Regions from separate parts of the Zea mays genome. Here region 2 is linked to region 1. The links are chromatin contacts, called in public Hi-C maps. All regions are on one chromosome and are shown on one strand. The core of a region is the stretch at or near the end of the contact, and the rest is flanking DNA. Distances in the headings are between cores, read along the strand shown.

Evidence for each region. A called contact is a pair of places that touch in the nucleus more often than the background predicts.
Region 2: a Hi-C map of leaf shows a contact between it and region 1, with 7 times the contacts expected there. The contact joins the promoter of LOC103645133 here to the promoter of LOC103641873 in region 1. A contact is called at or near these places in 3 of 25 Hi-C or Micro-C datasets (ear, leaf and tassel).

The regions. Positions count from the first base shown.
Region 1 is chr1:190,857,832-190,864,544 of Zm-B73-REFERENCE-NAM-5.0, forward strand. LOC103641873 (G-type lectin S-receptor-like serine/threonine-protein kinase At2g19130) reads right to left here and starts at 3,373. Exons shown (of 2, transcript XM_020546601.1): 1 at 3,102-3,373; 2 at 742-2,357. The coding sequence starts at 3,273. The coding sequence ends at 934. LOC103641864 reads left to right here and starts at 3,587. Exons shown (of 3, transcript XM_023301317.2): 1 at 3,587-4,758; 2 at 4,893-4,939; 3 at 5,013-5,669. The coding sequence starts at 4,491. The coding sequence ends at 5,351. It also overlaps the pseudogene LOC103641854.
Region 2 is chr1:191,195,983-191,203,393 of Zm-B73-REFERENCE-NAM-5.0, forward strand. LOC103645133 (serine--glyoxylate aminotransferase) reads left to right here and starts at 3,262. Exons shown (of 2, transcript XM_008668249.2): 1 at 3,262-3,893; 2 at 4,011-4,428. The coding sequence starts at 3,384. The coding sequence ends at 4,148. LOC103641900 (Calcium-binding EF hand family protein) reads right to left here and starts at 5,252. Exons shown (of 1, transcript XM_020547209.2): 1 at 4,810-5,252. The coding sequence starts at 5,233. The coding sequence ends at 4,820. It overlaps LOC103641891 (a long non-coding RNA gene), which reads left to right. Exons shown (of 3, transcript XR_560555.2): 3 at 1-86.

The sequences.
Region 1 (6,713 bases), core at 2,123-4,622:
TTCGGTCCATCTCGGACAAGTGATGGTAGCGTACTAGACATCACTCGCTTCCTGAAGGTGTCGTTATTGAAGTTCTTCTCGGCCACGACATCGCCCTCGATTGTTGTTTTCGCTTCTCGGCGTCTGGTATGCGTGTGAAGGTGGGGCTTTGCAACGTGAAGTCGAAGGTGTTGCTTCAGGTGATGTGGCTCGACAATGATATCATGTGGCGAAACCCCCATTCTTCGTGGACTGGATTGTTTCGGAGGTCGAGAACTTGCTGGGGACCGGACGGAGAATTAAGCTCGTTGGTGAAGAATCGAAACTGTCTCACATGTGGTGTGTTTAGACTTGGTAACGAGGGCGCACCGCAATCTTCCTCCTTATGTGATGGTGTTTGGATGTAGGCGTCGTCGTGTTCCTTTAGCCATGTATAGCCTGTCTCGAGGAGTTACAACTGCTTGTTCCTTGTGTTGAGCTCGACAACGATGATACTGGATGGGTCGGAGGGTTGCCTTTGTTTAGGCTGTCGTGTAGTCTGTGTAGGTTTCAGACCCAATTTTTCTTAAAACTGAATTAATTCTATTTTTCTTAATTGGAAACAGAGCTCCTGTCATCACATTTAAAAAGAAGATACCTTATAAATAAAAGGAAACTGAATGGACTGTGATCTACATAGGCTGAAATATTGTCGGATGTCTTACTGCTATTCTCATGGCACTTATTTCTTTTGAAGTAATGTAACCGCAGTGCTAATGTAACTGTTCTCAAATTTTAATTTATGTTTTCTATATCAAAGAAAATTGTAAAATTTAAATGATACAACACTGTAGTGAATTACACTGCGGTAGATGAGCATAATGATTGCTGAGCATTGCTCTATATCGACCCAGCTTGTGCTTTCAAAAATCACAATGTAGTTCTGGATGAATGCTATTGCTATAATTTGCAGGGTTATGAGCTAATGTATTCTCCATCCACTAGTTGTTTTAAAAATACCGGTACTGGGGCCGCGCTGACATCTTGAATGTCCTGCAGGATTTGAACTATCTGTCGCATGGTTGGCCTGTGAGCCTCATTGTCCTGAATGCACCAGCATGCAACCTTGCATGCTCTCTCTAGCTCTTGAAAATTCACGGCACTTAGTCTGGGATCCAAAATTTCAGAAATGTCACCTTCACTTGTCCTTATTGCGGCCCGCACTGGAAAGTACCTTATGGCTCCGCTCTCCATCAATTCTGAATTCCTTCTGCCCGAAATGATCTCAAACAGCATCATTCCATAGCTGTACACATCTGCTTTTGGTGTTATGGGCAGACCTCCAATCCACTCTGGTGCAAGATACCCTGCTGTTCCTCTCATAGTTGTCAAGGCCCTGCTAAAATGTCTTTCCATAAGCTTCGCCAGACCAAAGTCAGCCAGTTTCGGACTGAAGTTTACATCAAGAAGTACGTTTTCAGGCTTTATATCACAATGTATGATGCACTCCTGACATTCATCATGGAGATACTGTAATCCCTTTGCAACACCTAGAATAATTAAAAATCTGGTGTTCCAATCCAATATCTTTTCATCCTTGAAGAGATGAGCATCTAAAGATCCATTCACCATAAAGTCATACACCAACATCCTTTCAGCCCCTCTCAAGCAGAACCCAATGAGGTGGACTAGATTGTTATGGTGAATTTTCCCTAAAGCCCTCACCTCGGTGTGAAATTGCTTCTCTCCTTGTTTCATGCCTTGAAGCTTCTTGACAGCTATCGGTTTGGAGTCTGGGAGCAATCCTTTGAACACTGAACCAAAGCTACCTTGCCCCACTCTATCTGAAAAGTTCTTTGTGCAGTGCCGCAAAAACGAGTAATCATAGACGACGAGAGAGTAATTATCTGAGAAAGCCTTTCTAGATGAAGTCCTTTGAAACATCTTAACTGTTATGCTAAGAGCACATAGTGCCATAAAAATACTACCCAGCACTGCAAATAGCACAATAAGCCTCAGATGGTGTGCCTTTTTTTCGCTATCTTGAACTACATGATCAGATGCTGCAAGACGTATATACATATCTGAACCATCAGTATTACCATTAGGTAGTTGTTTAAGATCCCAGAGTTCACTATTCCAGATATTGCAATCCTGCTTGTGTGCATATGCAGTGCAAGAGCAAGTACTCAAGCATATAGATCTGCACCCCTCCATGCTTTGGACTTTCAGTTTTACTGGGTTTTGTGAAAACTTGATGTTGGTGATCTTGAGAAACGCATCACTCTCCTTTATGCCACTTGATATATTTGACTCAGCACATTGGATATCTGTTTGCCTAACACATCCTTGACTCCATGCTCCAAGACGCCAACTTCTTGCGGAAGCTGGTCTGAAACCTGGCAAGCAGAAGCATTGCTCATCAGAACCTGTCCTGCACACTCCAAAAGGCCCGCATACAGAATATACGTCACATAGAGCTGCAGGAAAATACCACCCTGTTATCCATTCATCCGAATCATTGGACCATGTGAGACGTTGTAGTTGACCATTAATGCTTAGAATTACTCTTGTGATTACTGACACATCCTTCGTAGTCCACCGAAACTTAAGCTCGCGACTGTTGTTAACGAAGTCATATATGTAGTCACTCTTTAGTGGCATTCCAGGGATGGACGTGAATGCTTTGCCTGTCCAGTTCCCAGATTGCCAGTAAACTTCCGAGTGATTCCATATTGACACATATTGGCTCATCGTAACAAGATCTGCGTGAAAGGAGAAAGGACCTGGTGCAGGATCTTCTTGGTTCTTCCAAGAAACCCTGTCCTGATATTCATGCGTGATCTTGTCTATGCCAAACCACTGCCCGCTCACTACCGTGTCTGTTGGATGATCAAAGCTTTGCCAGAAAATATCAGAAGAGTTGTATTGATCTCTTATGCTACATCTACTGGACTTCCTTGTGCTATTCGATGACCATATGGGTGCTCCTAGAGAGTTGAGTACTAAATTTCCATCCATAGTTATTGCAAGTTCTGGAGATGAAGCATTTGAAACAGGTATATCCCGATTGGCCACCCAAATAACAGTCCTCTTTGAAATAGTCCTGAACCAGATACCAACATAAAAGTTCCCATTATTACCTGGGGAGAAGAATCCAAGCTCAAAATTCCCTTCTTTGGACACAATAGTTATATCGCCTGATAGAGGTTGGGTCCTGGAGATAGTATCAGTCGCACCAAATGTAATTGCGCAGAAATGGAGAAGAAATATGGGGAGAGTAATGGAAGGATGTGTCTTTTTGAGCAAAGCCATCACTCTGCACGGAAGTGTTGGACGTCTGGTGTTCAAGAATTTTATGCACTACTAGGGTGTTATCTTGGTCAAGCAGAGCGTGCTTTGATTTCTTTGTTCTTTGCTGTCAGCCTTCTTATTTGACTTGACTTCCCTTCACTTCTGAAATGGATGTCTTAATTTTTCTTTCTGAACTAATGGATGTAGTTGTTCCACATGGCACAAGCAATAGCCTCCAAATCAAGGCTGCAACCTTTTGTTTTTCTTACTTATTTGACCCAACAAGAATTCAAACAATAATGTTACAAGTTTGACAGGAAAAAGCCCCAGACCCGCTCACGTCGCCCTGCTTGGGCGGCTCGGGCAGCAAATTCTAGCCGCCGCCGCCACCTTGGCCGCGGCGCTTCCCGCACGCCCTGCAAGGACGGCGGTGGCAGGGAGATGCTCCCCCTTGCTCCGCCACTCCCCACCCCTCTCCCTCTGCGCCGACCTAGGCAGGTGGCCTGGCGCCGGCGCCCGCGCGCTCGCATGGCCGTGGCTAGCCCGCGGTGGCGGCGTCCGTGCGCGTGGCTAGCCCGTAGCGGCGGCGGCGGCGGTTGCGCCTTGTCCGTGCTCGTGGCGCGGTGGTTGGGTCGGGTGTGGCCCGTATGGAACTTGGCCTGGCGGCGGACCTGCAGCTGCCAGCGGCGAGGTAGATGTGGAAGAGCAGCAGGTGGTGGGTCGTGGGACGGCGGCCTCGGCGGTTCCCGGCGTCGTGGCTTCGGTTCACGCGGTCGACTGGATTTCGGATTTTGAGCCTCCCTTCGGCCGGTGGTGTGGGCAGGCTGGCTCCGTGGGTTGGGATGTGTGGTGAAGGTCCCCCGGTGAAAGCGATGCTCGTTTACGGGCGGTCGACGGTGACGTCTGTGGACGCCACTCCTGCACTGTTGAGGGTGCCGTCCTTGACCTCTCGTCTTCGAGTTATTTGAGATTGTAATAATCTCGTCGCGCTGCTTCGCCACTTTGTTACTCCGCAGCCGCGTATCGCCAGTATGGTATTCTCGAGCTCACATCCTTGCCAGATAGGGACAGTTATTCCCCCGCCCTCTGTTACCTTACATTAGCTAAGGTAAAAGTCAAAATTGTCCCTGCTGTTTACACGAGGCCGGTGAAAACCTAACTCCCTTGACTCCTCTCTTCTTCCACTGGGCTCTCCTTTTGCGCCGCCAGTACTCTGTGCTCGCACTCCTCCTCCTCCGATGGCTACTCCGGCAAGAGGCAAGAAACGGCTCGTCGTCGACGTCGATCTCGAGCTCGACAGTGAGGTCGAAGTGGCTTCCGCCTTCAGCCGCTTGTCTGTTTCTGTCGTTGCCAAGCGTTCTTCGAGCACTCCACCAGCAAGCAGCGCACCACCGGCAAGCAGCGCACCACCACAAGGTTGCGGCTTCGAGCACTGCACCGGCAAGCAGCGCACCACCAGCAAGGAGTGGACCAGCGGCAAGGAACTCACCTGCGCGGCCACATCAGGTACCTGTTTCTGTCGTCATGGAGCAGTGATTTTTGTAGAGTATTGTGTTTTTATCCAAACTGTCTAGCGACCATTAGTGCTAGAAGCAGAGGGGGCGAGTGGCTTTAATTGTTAACTGTGTTCTGTCGAACAGAGCTCACAGACGGCGTCAATCAGTGCTCGGCACCTCGTTCAGTGTCGGTAAGGGTTGAACTAAGTTCAATAATATGCAGTACTATGTTGAAATCCAATAGCAATTTTTGTGGTTTCGCAGATTACCCGATTTGAAACAGTTCGTAGTGACCTCGCCCAAGCCATTACAAAGATGCGTGTAGTTGGGAAGGAGTTGAAAGATTTGGCTGGAGACGAGATTATGGATTCGCCAGATACGGCCAAAGAGGTGTCAGTGAACTTCGCAATGTGGCGCGTGTATGAGCTTGCTCAGTCACTTGAGGACGAAGCACAGCGTTTAGAAGATCTCGAAGCTGGTCCGTCGCCACCATTATCTCAGTGGTTCAACAACCAATTTGCTGAAGATGAACATATGGGTGGTGGGGAATGGGCACTGGATGATGTCAATTCTGAAGAGCTTTCGGATCGTCAGATGAAGTAGAGTAATAGTGGTGTTGTTTAACGGCAGTAGATGTGTTATTTGTGTAAGGGACAGCTTGTGTCAGGTATCCGTGTAATAGTTAGCTTGTGTAAGGTAACCGAACTTGGTAGTGTAGTACTGTGAACCTGGGTTGTCCATTTTGTCGAGTGTTGAATGGCACTCGATAGCTTTTGTAACGTTGTCCATTCTGTTTTCATTAAGGTTATCTGAACCTGGGTACCTGAGTAAGGTTATCTGAACTACCAAGTTCGGACATGTGTTTCTGTGTAGTTTCTGATGTTTGAACCTGAGTAAGGCCATCTGTTTTCATTAAGGTTATCTGAACCTGAGTAATAGTGGTGTTGAATGGCACTGTGAACCTGGGTTCCTTGCAGATGGCCATCGTTTCCAGAAATTGGCACTCGGTAACTTGAGCAGATGGCCAGCTTCATTTTGGACAACACCAGCAGATGGCCATCGTTTCCGGAGATTGGCCCAGGCCAGTGTTTCCGGAGACCAGCAGATGGCCAGTTTCTTGAATGCCAGGCGCCAGCATAAGTTACCAAAATGAAGCTGTCAAACATTAAAACTCGCTTGCCAGCATAATACACTGAATGCCAGGCATAAACTGAATGCCCTGCTTCAAACACGCTGCTTCAAACAGCTACCAGAAACACACTGCTTCAAACATCAGAAACTACACAGAAACACACTGCTTCAAACACCAGAAACTACACAGAAACTACACTACCAGAAAATAGCAGATAATGCCTTTTGTATGCATCAGAGAATTTCGCAACAGCTACCAGAAACACACTGCTTCAAACACCAGAAACTACCCAGAAATACACACTGCTTCAAACACATACAGATTTCTGGTTCACTACACATTACAGCTTCAAACTGAAATCACATACAGATTTCTGGTTCACTGAAAACAGGAGATAGTTAATACACATACACACTGCTGGTTCAGAAATACACACAGCTACACATTTTTCTTTTTCGGCGTCAACTTCTTTCCTACTGCTCTTTTTTTGTGCCTTCGTGGGGTTAACTGCCCAACGTCAACAGCTTCACATCCCTCGAACTCCTGCTGCCCAACCACCACATCCTCGAACTCCTGCTGCCCAACCACCACATCCTCGAACTCCTGCCGCACAACATCACCTCCCTGTCGCAACATCAGCTGTGTTTCACTAGTACATTCAGTTCTTCCGGGGTCATCTTGTGGGTTGTCATCCTGCTGTTGAGCTGATTCGGCCATATTCTTTGGAAACCATTGTTTTGTGGTATTTTTTCGAGGTTTCCTTTTCCTGAAAAACACCAAAAAATAAAAAGCACAAAAGAATCTGCTGAAATATAATTTCCCATCATCAACTA
Region 2 (7,411 bases), core at 2,012-4,511, 340 kb after region 1:
GTTGGTTGAACCTATTGTACTTTCTTTTGGATTTAAATTATATGATATTTAAACATTTTTTATGTTTAATACTTGTGTTGGATGCTTTATGCTTCAAATAATCATCACAATTCGTTTGATGTTTAATACTTGTGTTGGATGCTTTATGGTTCAAATATTCGTCACAATTCGTTTGACATGTACCTAAAATGACACCTCCCATCTCATCCCACTTGTGACGAAACTAATTGTCATAATTTTTTTGACACGTCAACTGCCATGTCATCCTCCTTATGACAACATATCTGTCACAAAACTGCTACGTGGCAATGGTCCAATGCTACATTGTATGACGTTTTTAGGCCTTGCTTATGACAATTAGAGTGTCATAGATTTTATGACGAATACATTTTAGTCACTATATTTATGACGTTTATTTTCTTTTCGTCATAAAAGTTCTTTTAACACGCACCTTCTGTGACAATGGTTTTTTTGTCACAGAGTCGTCACAACATAAAAGACTATGACCAAAAAACCTCTATTTGTGACGTAATGAGAATGTCATAGAAGGTCACATGTGTTGTAGTGTTGTCACTGTCTAAGTAGGCTGAGAGCTCACAAATAGCAGATGAAGATGAAGCAGAAGGGGTAGAGCTAGGGGGAGGACCAACAACACCTGAACTGGAATCTCCAAATATTCTTCCCCAAGCTTGTTTTCTTTTACCTGTATGAATAGAAGGCTGAGCAGCCCTTTGAGCCCTAACTGCACCAAACTTAGTCTCATATTTAGTAAATAGTTTATACAATTCATTTTTGACATCAACATAATATGTATTGTACTCACACCCAGTGCACTCTCCAAGTAAATGCAACACATTAAAAAAAACCTCTCATCTTAGCTCTAGGGTCCAGAATGAATGCATATGAATATAGCAAAGGTATGTCACTCCAGTATTTAAGGAATTTAAGTTGCATTGGAAACACAATAGTTCTAAGATTTAAATCTCTTTCACATGCTTTCAAATGAGATGCAATTTCCAGAATATGGTGAAGAACTAGTGGACTAGTTGGATAATAAACACCAGACAGAACAACAGTAGAGTCATAGTACAGTTCTAGAAACTCTAAAATCTTCTCAGCAACATACCAATGATTAGGAGGCAACAATTGTGACTCATAATGTGAATTGATGAAGACAGAAAAAACAGTTTTGTATGGGATCAAGTGTTTAAGCATCAAATAAGTAGAATTCCATCTAACATCCATATCCAAGCCAAATTTTCTGGGTCTAACGCCCCTTGCTAAGCAGTACTCTTTAAATGTTGCTATTCTAGAATTAGAAGCATTTAAGAAATTAATTGCAGTTCTAAAATCTTCCAAAAAAGGTTTCAGTCTCTTCATTCCAGATTTAACAATGAGATTAATGATATGACAAGCACAACGTTGATGCATAAGAGTGTAGTTAGAAGAAGGATCAGGACCCAAATAACCAGCAAACAAAGGTGTCAATGTATCCATAGCCTTTGAATTAGAAGAAGCATTGTCTAGAGTGACAGAGAAAATCTTGTCAACCAGACAAAACTCCTGAACCACAACACCAATTCTTTCAGCAATATTTTGACCAGTATGTCTAACCTCAATAAGCCTAAGACCAATGACCTTTTTTTGTAATTCCCAATCAGCATTAACATAATGACAGACAACACTAATGTAGTCCTCCTTAGCATTACCAGACCAAATATCTGAGGTTAATGCAACCGAAGAAGTAGCAAGCAACACAGAATTGATAAGCACATTACGTCGTTCAGTGAAAAGCTTCAGAAGGTCTCTAGTGGTGGTCTGTCAGGACACTTTGGTAAACCTGGGGTTATGAGCACGGGCAATATAATCCTCCCAGGCCTGTGACACCAATACCTAATGGAAGGTCAAGCCTAGCAATCAGACGACACAACTCAGTTCGAGCAAAAATAGGATCATATTCCCAATTGTGTAGAGAACCATCAGGATTGAAAGCAAGCCTAGACTGGACCCTAGCAGCGTGATCAACCTTCTTCCTACAAGCTTTCTGGTGTCTAAGCAAATGCCCAGTACCAGCAGAAGATCTAGCAGATAAACGAGTCTTACACATTCTACAAATAGCAGCAATTCGAACATTGGACCCATTCACTTTCTCAAATACCTCATCAAAATCAACCCAGACAGTAGATTTACGCTTACCAACAGATGAGGTACCAGTACCACCATCGGTGCTGGTGGAGCCGATCGGAGTATCGGTGGTCGTAGCAAGCCCTCCACCAGCGTTGGTCGGATTAGAACTTAGATCGACAGGAGCAGAGGTTAGATCGATACTGAGCAAAGCAGCAACATCAGCCTGGATGTCGTCTTCGTCATCTGGGACAAGCCCTGCCGCGCGAAGGTCGTCGTTGCCGGTGACCGGATTGACATCGTCATCATCCGCCATGGCGACCTTCACCGTGGACGGTCGAACTCCAGTACCGTCCCTCAACGTTGAGCACGCAGTCGCCGTGCCCGATCTACCCCAGAGGAGGAAGACGAGGCATCAGCAACTGACCTACAAAAGAGCAGAACAATATACAGTTAGGGTTAGGGTTAGGGTTTACGAAAGATCTAGGGTTAGGGTTAGGGTTAGGGTTTACCTGTGCTACCGAAGCCCGATGCCGGAGAACACGGGGGCCACCCAGACGACACACGACAGACAGAGACCGATTAGAGACGACGGCGAGCGGGGGAGGGCCGGAGGGGAGGGCGAGACGACAACACGAACTCACATAGTTCACCGAGAGAGAGGAGATTGGATAGGGGAGAGGGGTTAGGGTTAGAGAGGAGCTGGTGGATCGAGGTCACCGGCGTCGGGGACGGAAGCCGAGGTCGCTGGATCGGGGCTGCGCCGCGATGGAGGGGATTCGCCGATTCGCCAAGTCAATCGCCGCCAAGTCGGGAGAGAGAGGGAGCAGGGAGCGAGCGGGTGCGAATGCGAGTGCGAGGGACTGAGAGGTGGGGCCCATGGGGCGAGGAGCCGAAGAGGTAAGGGGGCGGCTGTCCACGGCGTCGGCTACGGGCCCCGACCGGGCTGTCCGCACGGAGCAGGCCGTGCCGTGCCGGCCCACGTGCCTGGCCAGCAGCCCAGGCACGGCCTGCTCCACTGGGCCGTGCCAGCCCGGGCCCATTCCATACGTGCTGGGCCGGGCGCGAACCGGGCCAAAAAAAACAGGCCTCGGGCTGGGTTAACGGGCCCGTGCCTCATGTACATCTATATGCACAACGAGACGGCCACGGGCGTCACCAACGACCTGGCCGCCGTGCGCGCGCTGCTGGACAAGCACGCGCACCCGGCGCTGCTGCTGGTGGACGGCGTGTCGTCCATCTGCGCGCTGGACTTCCGCATGGATGAGTGGGGCGTGGACGTGGCGCTCACGGGCTCGCAGAAGGCGCTGTCGATGCCGACGGGGATGGGCATCGTGTGCGCCAGCCCCAGGGCGCTGGAGGCCAGCAAGACGGCCAGGTCCGTGCGCGTCTTCTTCGACTGGAAGGACTACCTCAGGTTCTACGACATGGGCACGTACTGGCCCTACACGCCCTCCATCCAGCTCCTCTACGGCCTCCGCACCGCGCTCGACCTCATCTTCGAGGAAGGGCTGGACAACGTCGTGAGGAGGCACAACCGCCTTGGGACAGCCACCAGGCTCGCCGTCGAGGCGTGGGGGCTCAGCAACTGCTGCCAGAAGGAGGAGTGGTTCAGCGACACCGTCACCGCCGTCGTCGTGCCGCCCAACATCGACAGCGCCGAGGTCGTCAGGCACGCGTGGAAGCGGTACAACCTCAGCCTCGGCCTCGGCCTCAACAAGGTCGCCGGGAAGGTCTTCAGGATCGGCCATCTCGGCAACCTCAACGAGGTAGTGCACTGCAGGGTTGCGTTACCGTTATATATTGGCAATTCGTTTAATTAATCAGTGCAACGTACTATATCTTGTCTTGATGCTCCCAAAAAAAATTCTTCTCTTCTTTGTCAGCTGCAACTTCTGGGATGTCTGAGCGGTGTGGAGATGGTGCTCAAGGATGTGGGGTACCCAGTGAAGCTAGGTAGCGGCGTGGCGGCCGCGGCGGCGTACCTGTCAAACTCCACGCCGCTCATTCCATCTAGGATCTGAGAACAATGTAAGGGAAGGATATCGCAAACAAGGCCAGCTACAACGAGTGGGCAGACGAACGAACAAAGCGTGCAGACATCTCCGCCTCTGCTGTCTCGTAGAGCGGCTTATTGCCTGCAGTAACGAACTATCTCAGAATGTAAAGTTAAATTTCACACCCAGTTGTTGCTACATAGTAGTAGTATAGTTTTATGAATTACAGGTTTGATTAAACTTCAAATTAATCTACATGTATAGCCCTGCCCAGATTTAACTATAATGGGATCGTAGTACCGATCAACTCTGCTTCTTCCATTACAATAGTAGTTTTTTTGTGATTATTTTGTTGTAATTTGTTTTATCATTTAGGTAGTTTATGCTTAACTTAAAATTTTATATTTTAAATAAAACGATTGGTCAAAGTACGGAAGCAGTAGTAGTTTTTTTTTCCTGAGTCTAAACTAAAATCAGATCATAGGACATGCCATTCTCACAGACAAAAAAAAACACTCTCACAAGTCACAAATCACTGGTATGTATTGCTGTCAAGTCTTTGCGCGATCATAGAATAAGTGTTTCGAAAAACGAAGTACATAACATATACTGTTGTAACTCAATGTAAAATTGGCGAAAAATTCAATAACGAAACCGAAAAACTCCAAGCGAAGTACTGGCTGTTGCGCTGAAGAACATCAGGCAGCTTTGGCGAGCTCCCTGTCGACGGCGACCTTGAGGAAGCTGCCTTCGTCTAGGACCATCTGCACGGGGAGGAAGCCGAGCCCGTTGGCCACGCCGAGCATCACCTCCTTCATCTCCGCACGGAACTCGTGCCGGTCCACCATGCCGCTGCCGTCCCTGTCGAACCGCGCGAACAGGCCGCGGTACAGCGCCCCGAGCTCCTCCGGCGCCACCGCGGCCTCGTCCACGCCGAAGTGCCTCTCCAGCACCCGCAGGCTCATGAGCTCCCCTGCCATCTCGGCGTAGGTGAGCAGGCCGTCGTGGTCGGCGTCCAGCGCGGCGAAGCGGCCGTCCACCGAGGAGTTGAAGGCGCGCTCGTCCTCCACGAAGCTCCGCACCGTGCTCCCGTCCAGGATCTCCACGCTCATCGTCGGATTCCTCTCGCTGTTCGTGTTCCTTGGATGTGTTGGTGTGTGAGTTTGCTCTGGGCTCTCTGCCCTGCCTTTTTTTTATAGAGTCGCGACTGGACGTACCTGGAAAGGGCGCCTGGGCCGACGGTTTCTGCAGACAGGTTGGGCTGGGCCGGTGGGTTTTGACGCCGGTCAGATGCCGTGGGCGCGAGTTGTGTGGCGGGTGCTCGGAACTACGCGAAGTGGCCCGTTCAGCTGTCGTTTCATCGTACCATTACTGGGTCTATTCTATGGAGAAAACGTGTGCCAGGTCGGTTATTAGTTGACGGCAAGTAGTAAACTGGCGGCGTGACAATAAATAGAACTGACGTGGTTCAAAAAGTGATACGATCATCGCAAACTAATTTTCTACATTAATTGTCAGGTACGTATATTCCGAGCAATGGAAACGATACATAAACTACATCTACATAACAAAAAAAACTAAGCGAAGCCATTTTAAAAGTTAAATTTAGAAAAAAATAATAAGATTAAAGGGCATCTCTTCAACAAGCCATTAAAATAAAATAACAGGTTTTACACCTCGGTGGCGACATCAATTTGTTCCTGAGGTTCTACGATGATACTAATGTTAATAATGATGTAGGTCGTTAATAATGAAGTTTCTCTTTTGCCATTGTGTTTACGCCAAAACTTTCCTCGAAGGACAGAATGAACTCCAGATGTGTGCTTGGACCATAGCAAATGAATACATTGTTAAATAACCCTAGTTAGGGTTATGTGGGCAAATACTTGCTTTGCCCCTGAGGGTTCTCACATCTCTATATAAGAAACCTGTACACCCCCTCATAAGATACACTACCGGAAATGAGCGCTTTGCCGAGTGTCCGAAGCACTCGGCGAAGCCCTCAAAACACTCGGCAAAAGCTTTGCCGAGTGTCACACTCGGCAAAGAAGGCTCGGTGAACAGTGCATCGGCAAAGCCTTCTTTGCCGAGAGCTTTTTCTCGGGCACTCGGCAAAGATCTTTGCCGAGTGCCAGAGAGCACTCGGCAAAAAATAACGGCCGTTACGGCGCCGGGGTGACGGAGACGGCGGCTTTGCCGAGTGTTCCTGGTGACACTCGGCAAAGAAGTTATCTTTGCCGAGTGTCGTCCAGGCAGCACTCGACAAAGAGCCCACCAGAGAGGGTCCCCATGCAAAAGTGGCCGTGAACTTAGCATAAGTTACGACCGGTTGCAGGAGCGGACCGAAAACTTCAAGCAACATGCTCACTAAACATGACCGTGAACTTGGCATCCACATGTTTAAAAATTGTATAAAACACAAACAAAGTCAGAAAATCATGAAACTTGTCCACGTGTCATGATATCATATGTACAGGCTGTGATAAAAATTTTAGAATGTTTGGAGAAAGTTGTGAGACACTATGTGTAGAAACCTAAGAGATCCACATTGAAACTCTTTGATTTCATGTGTAGTCCTCTAGGTTTCTACACATAGTGTCTCACAACTTTCTTCAAACATTCTAAAATTTTTATCACAGCCTGTACATATGATATCATGACACGTGGACAAGTTTCATGATTTTCTGACTTTGTTTGTGTTTTATACAATTTTTAAACATGTGGATGTCAAGTTCACGGCCATGTTTAGTGAGCATGTTGCTCGAAGTTTCTGGTACGCTTCTACAATCGGTCGTAACTTATGCTAAGTAACATGGATATCATTTTTTTATGAACGGTTTTCCAAGTTTCGAGTGACCTGCAGTTCAAATTTGAATTTTCCGAAGAAATTCAAATAAACGAACTAAATCTACTAACTATGGAAACTATGTTATAATTGTCCACAAATGATACATGTAGGTCTACATAGTGTAGGAACATACCACAAAAAATTTGGGAGACAAAATTTAAAAAATAAAAATACACTTTGCCGAGTGTCAACAGGTGACACTCGGCAAAGAATGCTTTGCCGAGTGTCAAAAGGGTGACACTCGGCAAAGAAGCCTCTTTGCCGAGTGCCAGCCGTTGGCTCTCGGCAAAGACTGACGGCCGTCAGCTCTGGGACGGCCGCTGACGGCCCTTTGCCGAGAGCCACCTTTGTCGAGTGTTTGACACTCGGCAAACTATTCTTTGCCGAGTGCCGCCCTGTGCCGAGTGTTCAGCACTCGGTAAAGAGGCTCTTTGCCGAGAGC